Regions from separate parts of the Zea mays genome. Here region 2 is linked to region 1. A link is a contact called in public Hi-C data. All regions are on one chromosome and are shown on one strand. The core of a region is the stretch at or near the end of the contact, and the rest is flanking DNA. Distances in the headings are between cores, read along the strand shown.

Region 1 (3,643 bases), core at 921-3,420:
ATACTCACTAATGCTGCTCTTTGAGTTCTGGGAACATTCATTTTGCTCTGCCAACCACTCAGAAGATGTGCCATCAGATTTTTCTGGCCCAGGAGATGATTTCTCTTCTGCACGGTTGGCGGGATTTGTAAAACTAGATGTTGAAGAGCAGCTGGTTGATGTGAGGGAGATTGACTCCTTTGAAGAGCAGAATTTAGTACTATTGGAGGAATCACCCAACGAAGATGGTTCTTGTTTCACTTTCTTCTTACCGGAAGGCTTGCATCGAAAGACTGGCTTGACAAGTCGAGATGTAGTGATAGGTTTGCTCAAGATTGGGACTTTGGGAGAGCCATCATCAGTAGCTGCAGAAAATTTATTTCCTAGGTTGCCATTTTCCCCCAAGGAACTCTCGTTATCCATAGGGTCACCAATGATGACATCTTGGATTCTGATCTTCCTAATATCGGTGTAGGTTGACGAAGCAGAACAGATAGAGGTAGAGGTGACTGCACTTCCATCAGCTGTCTCAAATTCACAGTCTTCACTGAACTCACTTGTACCTCTAGATGAACTCTTATCAATCTTCTCTGGAGTGATCGATACTTCAATCAGGTTCATCTTCTCATCATCATGCAGAAGACCCTCAGAACTACTTTGGACCATCAAAGAGGCATAAAGCCTGTGGATAGTCCCAGCTTCGGATGAACTTGAAGATCCAGGTGACATCGACAACCTCTTCATTGCAGCCATTTCTGATGCCTGGGAAATGCATAGCCTTCTTAGCGCTTGCTTCATATTAACAGCCTTGGAGGATATCCCAATGCCTGCATTTTGAGACAACCCAGACCTAGCTGGTTTCTTCAGAACACTCTTACCCAGCGCATCTCCACCTGTACTGCCAGGACTAAGCGCGCGTCGGAAGGTCCTGCTATCGATAGCTTTAAGGAGCTGGTCGAGGTCATCTTCCACAGAATAATCATGACTTTTGCCGCGTTTCTCCTCATCTTTGAGTTTAATATGCAGCAAGCTGGATCCACCAGAGGGTGTAGTATCGAATTCCTCGGTGGACTCAACTATCTCAGAGCTACAGCCAGATGACTCCATGGCCCAATTAGACTAATTCAACACTGGCAGACAAGGAATACGCCAACTCAGTCCGTCGCCGGCAGGGGCATCCTGGGCAGGCAAGCCTGCACCTTCCACTGAACGTCTTCCAAGATGAGAGCACCAGGGAGCTCCCAGAAAAGTAGCCTTTTAATGGCAAGCGCAGCAACCAGCGCACACCCTGCAAAGACCATAAGGTCCAAAGTTAGTGATTGAGACATAGCGACAACTACGTCTTTAAAACTGCTGAGGAATTTAGAAAAAAAAATAAATTCAGAGGCGAGAACGCAAGGCGCCAAAGAGAAATATACACTTGATAACCTAATCAACTAACTGGCAAGCAGGGGTAGTGCAAATAAAAATTTTTGGAAGCCAGAGTTTAGGGGGGGGAGGGGGGGGGGGGGGGGGGGGGGGGGGGGGGGGGGGGGTGACAGAAGGCCAGATTCTCCACAAAGAACCCATTTTCGCTCACCGTTACGAATCAGCAGGCAGAAGAAACGAAAATGGAAACAGGGACAACTGCCTCTCGCAGAACGAACAGACCAGTTAGATCTACTAAAACACAGGAAAAGGAGAGGAAAAACTGAAACTTTTCTGCTCATGGAGAAATACACGAAGCTAGCTCCAGATCCAAACGGCGGCGGCGCCAACTCGGCTCTAACGATACCGCATTTCGCGGAGCCGCTATGAACCCTGCCGAAACAGCAAATTCGCAACTAATCTGAACCCAGCCTCACCCATGTACCGGATTTAGGATCGGGAGAGCGGCTCAAGAGCGGAGCTGGTTGCTGAAGATTACCAGGAAATGCCGGCTCAGATCTCCACGCGTGGAAGGGGCACAGGCGGTGGAATAGTGGTGCCGTTGGCACTTGGCACTGCGTCCTGGCAGGACGAGCTCAGCTGCTGGAATGGCGGCTTCGGAGGTGTACTGGTGTATAGAGGGCAAGGAGCACACAGAGGAGAGAGAAAGGGGTAGAGACTTAAAGAGAAAGAGAGAGAGGAGACGAGTCGGCATATAGGGCGTCCAGGATCCTCCGTGCAGACTGGAGAGGGCCACCAGTGGCAACTCCCGGTGCCGTTTGGGCGGGTCCTCGGCCGTCGAATCATGATCTAAACCGGCTGCAAATAGTGTGATAGCACAGTCCAAATACTCTCTTAATACCAAAATAATATTTATTTTTAAGATTTTAAGATGTTAATAGATTTATACAATATTTGATATATTATATATGTGTCTAGATTTATTAATATCTATTTAAATAAAAAAACATCAAAACGAATTATATAATAGGACAGATGGAGTATATTTTCATAATAAATTAGGGTTCTTAATATTTTTAGTTTAAAAATGAATAGATATAAAGTTCAATTCTAATCTAATTCGATCCTTAATTTTATAGCGTAGATTCTGTTACCCCTAAATTAATATTTTATAGCGTAGATTCCGTTACCCCTAAACGAATTATCTTAATAGATATTGCTTGCTGGTTTAACGCTTCCATCAAAAAATACAATTCTAGATTTTGACTAATTTAATATTTTATATTTTAAATAAATTTATATAAAATATTAATATTGATGTTTATAATTAGATTTACTGTATATTTATATTATATAATCAATATAATAATGCTTATTCTATATAGTGCAGCATTATTTGTCACCTAACTTCACCGAGCCGAAGTAAGAACACTTACTAATTTTCAGAAATGACTGAATACCGCTTAGTCATTATCGGTAATTAGGTGAAGTTTCACTTGAATTGAAGTGGTGAATAGCGTATATAATATTTCAAACGTCAAAAGTTTTTATATAGATTTAACTAAATTAAAATTCTTTAGTTCTTTGAAAAAAATAAGGGTTGTATTTGTTAGCAATATATTGCAATTATGAAATGATAGCATCATCACACACAATTATTTTGTTAACCCCTCTCTCTCCATATGTCGGAGGAAGAGAATGTAGCGTATACTTAACAAGTATTATACAAATGTTATATTTTACTTACGAATATATATTTAAAAAAATATTGTACGAGAGTATAATCTCTAAAACAAGCAGTAAATCAAATAAACGGTATACAGTCGAATACGAAATACTGCCTCTGTCTTTCAATATTTGACGCTATAGTACAAAATGTACTACAAAACGTCAAAATAAAAAAAAGGAACAATTGGATCTATACCATTAAAAGATTCAAACTTTAGATATATACCATGGACCCCACATGTCATTGACTCATGTGGACCCACATGTAAGTGAGATAGTAATGGTATGGATCCAAAGTGGTGATCTTTTAATGGTATGGATCCAAATTTCCCTAAAAAATGGAGGGAGTAATAAAAAAACACCAACAAAAAAACCACGAAAGAAAAGCTCTAACTTGAGTAAAAAACCAATAACCAAGATAAAAAAAAAGCTCAGCGAGCGAGTAGGTTAGGTAAAAGACACTAAGGTAAGATTAAAGGTAAGTAACTAGTATCGATCCACGGGAGCAAGGAACAAGAAAGGTCTTGAGCTGCCAAGAATAATGTACCTAGGTCGGGAGCAGGGGTTG
Region 2 (3,414 bases), core at 716-3,215, 240 kb after region 1:
CAGTGTCTCGTGCTCCGGTCGTCTCCCATGTGAGCGAAGCGGCCGAAACAGTCGTCGATCTTGTTCCAGCGGCCATACCGGTGCTGGGGTTACCCGCTTGTTTTCGTCGAGTGATCTGGGTCCACACCCGAGTGGGTGATGTGGACAAAGGGGTCCGCCGTGATAGAGGTGATGCCTTAGTCGATCAAGCCATAGGTGCCGCAATGGCCCTGTGCCCACCCAACATAGGCGTGATCCTGCGTGGGGCGGAAGCTAGTTGAGATTTTCACGCCTTGGAATTCGTTGTCGTAGTTCTTGTGGGAGTCAGGTGAGATGAGCCCACCCCCGCATTTGGTGCCATCGAAGAAGATCTCCTCTCGGATGGATCTGCAATGCGGTGTAGGATGCCTTTTTGATCTGCTATGCAGGAGAGGGATCCAAAGCGAAAGATCTCCCCATCATTGAAGGTGACTAGGATGTTGAAGATGATAGCCATGGAGTCATCGTGGATCAACGTCGCACCCCTACCTGGCGTGCCAGCTGTCGATGTTTAGACTCGACCGTGCACCACGGGGTTTCCCTCGTGATGCTTTTGAGCAAAACGTCATTGTTGACTGCGACTCAATGGTACGTGTGGGAGCACGTCGAATTACACGAGAGTTTATACAGGTTCAGACCGCTAGAATGTGTAACACCCTACTTCTTGTTGAGACTGTATATTGGAATTGCACTGGGGTATATGGATTACAAATGAGCTAAGGGTGGTGGAGGATTACAAAAGGGCTATGAGCTTTGAGGTGGTGCTAGGATGTGATAGATGAGGGATGGTATGAGATGTTTTCGTAGGGGTACCCCCTCAGCCTTATATAGGTGACCAGAGGGTTATCCCTTTACAAGTTGTTATCACTATCTATTCTACCTAATTCCTCCTTTATCGTGGCACGTATTCCTGCTTATCCGGAGTGTGTTAGCCCTTCAAGTGTGCATAACGGCTTCGCCCAAGATATCAGCGCTTCGATCTACGTATAACTCGGGCATCCGGTCTTCGTCTTCCTGGATCGAGCTCGTCCGGCCTGGTTGTGGCCCGATGGCCTGTCTCGCTAGGCAAGCCATTGGGAGGCCCATCACGTAGCCCATGATGTGTTTCTATGTTCGTGAGGACCCGGGGGATATCTATCCCCCACAATATGCGCCTTCGCCAGGCCTGTCGCGTGTCAGATCTGAAAGAACAACATAGACTATGAGCCAACACACATGGATCCGATGTGGAGATGGCGAGGAAGCAAAGGAAAAGAAGTCGGGAGCTGAACAAAAGGAATGGACAACGACAATGTAATCGAGTAAGAGAAAGGAACTCCTACTAGGTACCAAGCCGAGGGAGAAGGAAGACACCGGCGGAGGGACTCGATATACAATAGAAGGTACCAGCATGGGCATGGATTTGAGGGATTTTGGAATCCAGTGAGCAGTCCTCCACCTGACGGCACATGCACCAAGCACAACGATGGTTGTAGAGCGATGACATCTACAGGCGACGACCACGACCAGTCATTAACAAGGAGGGGCACTTATAGGAATTAACGACGAAGCGTCGGTCGCCATGCAGGCGTCGTCTCCGATCTGAGCTGTGTCGATGAAGGTCCGATCGCCGTGACCTTACCGTCGTCCCCAATCCGAGGCGTCTAAATGGCGGCACAATGGCATGGCAAGGATGGACAGAACACTCCCCCCGTCGACGGTAGCGACGCCCGTCGCAGCACGTGGACGCCGACACATGGACATTGAAGGGCGTGTCACAGATGACAATTTCCGCGCGAGCGTGGATGGAACAACGTCTAAACGGTGGCACAGTGGATGGCAGGGACGGATGAAAACACTCCACTCCGACGATGGCAGCACGGACACCGATGCATGGACATTGGAGGGCGTGTCATGGACGACGGGTTTTCGCGCGAGCGTGGATTGGACGGCACGAGCGAGCGACATCAAAACGGGCCCACACGCCAAAAAGGACTGCACGAGGCACGCGTAGCCGTGCAAGAGGCGGAACACACGTGAATCCATCCGGGGCCTCCATTCCCGAGTCAGTTTTAATAAACAGGAATTAGCCTCTTACCTATATATCTACTCACTAACACTCGGACATGAATATTTGGTGAAAATTATAATTCCACGACCTGACCTGGACCAGCAATGCTCCTGTCATCGGTGTTGGAAAGGTGAGTTTTCATTCTCCTTTGATATTTTATTCTAAAAGTAGCATTTGGGTAATGCTGGCACACTATGTATCTGATTCTTGTGTTTTTTCTGTATTGCAGGTGTTTTTAGAACATGCAGATACTAAAGCAAATACGAGGATGCATGGACGGAAATTCAGCAGGAACCAGGTGGTGGTCGTTCGACGCCCGCACATGCAAGCCCTGCGACCGCGGCCGCCAACGCCAACCCGCTAACTCATGCCATACCGTCGCTGGGCAAGCTACTTCACTCTCCACTCTCGACGACCACATGAGCATCAACCTCACCATCGACTGTGCATACGAGGTCTGCTCTTGTCTTATATGTTGCCTGTTCATAGTGAGAAACATGACTTTAGCCTTTTTGTCATTTTGTTCATAGTGAAAAACATGACTTTGGCCTTTAGCCCTTTTATCATTTAATTGAAATGTTGTGTTTCATTGGAATGTTCTGTCATATTTGTGGTTAGGCTCCTAGACTATCCTATGAAATATGATAAATCTAAAAACGATCAATAATGTGCCAAAACTATGTGACTATTTTTTTTCTTGCAGTTTTTTGGGTGCCGTCGTTTCACGGTGATATCAACTATACACAATGTAGGGGTTTCCGAATACGTGTGTATGCTTATATTTAAAACGTGTGCAGAACTACTACAAAGTTCTAGAGACAACTTAATTTTAATGAACAACACAACACATGACCATCAGCGACGGTCCGGAGGTTCTAGGGGCCCGGGGCAAATTAAAAATAGAGACCCTTCAAACTATTGTTATATAAAAATGGTACCAGTATATACACTTCATACCAAGCAACAAATAAATAAAAAGATACATATTATAGTATTATCTTAAAAGTTCTTCTAACATGTTTAAATACGTTCGGACTGTGAACACTTTTTGGCTGCTGACTATTCAACACTTTATTATTGAGCTATTGTGTCTGATAGTCTAATTATTAAATATATAACTAGGTTTGGGGCCCTATATAATTGGGAGCCTAGGGCGGTGGCCCCTCCGCCCCACCCTCAGGGCCGTCAATGATGACCATGCATATGTTATTGTTGCATTATTTTTATCATTCTCTACTATATTAAAGCATCAGTTTCAACGGTCGTTCCACGTCATCTTTTTACAAATAAACCCTCACATCTATTTCAAATTAACTAGCTTCACTCTATGCAACCAACCTCCCACA

What was found. A called contact is a pair of places that touch in the nucleus more often than the background predicts.
Region 2: a contact with region 1 is called in a Hi-C map of ear, with 2.3 times the contacts expected there. The contact joins the enhancer-like site here to the promoter of LOC103650408 in region 1. A contact is called at or near these places in 2 of 25 Hi-C or Micro-C datasets (ear and tassel).

What each region holds. Positions count from the first base shown.
Region 1 is chr3:95,302,730-95,306,372 of Zm-B73-REFERENCE-NAM-5.0, forward strand. LOC103650408 (serine/threonine-protein kinase D6PKL1) reads right to left here and starts at 2,171. Exons shown (of 3, transcript XM_008675976.4): 1 at 1,886-2,171; 2 at 1-1,267. The coding sequence starts at 1,086.
Region 2 is chr3:95,539,811-95,543,224 of Zm-B73-REFERENCE-NAM-5.0, forward strand. No RefSeq gene overlaps it. Among protein-coding and RNA genes, the nearest start is that of LOC100272797, 28 kb to the right of the region's middle. Within about 2 kb of position 1,966, at least 7 of the 20 cell types and tissues checked have an H3K27ac peak or open chromatin away from gene starts, as enhancers often do. A contact at or near this core is called in ear and tassel, where this site is marked.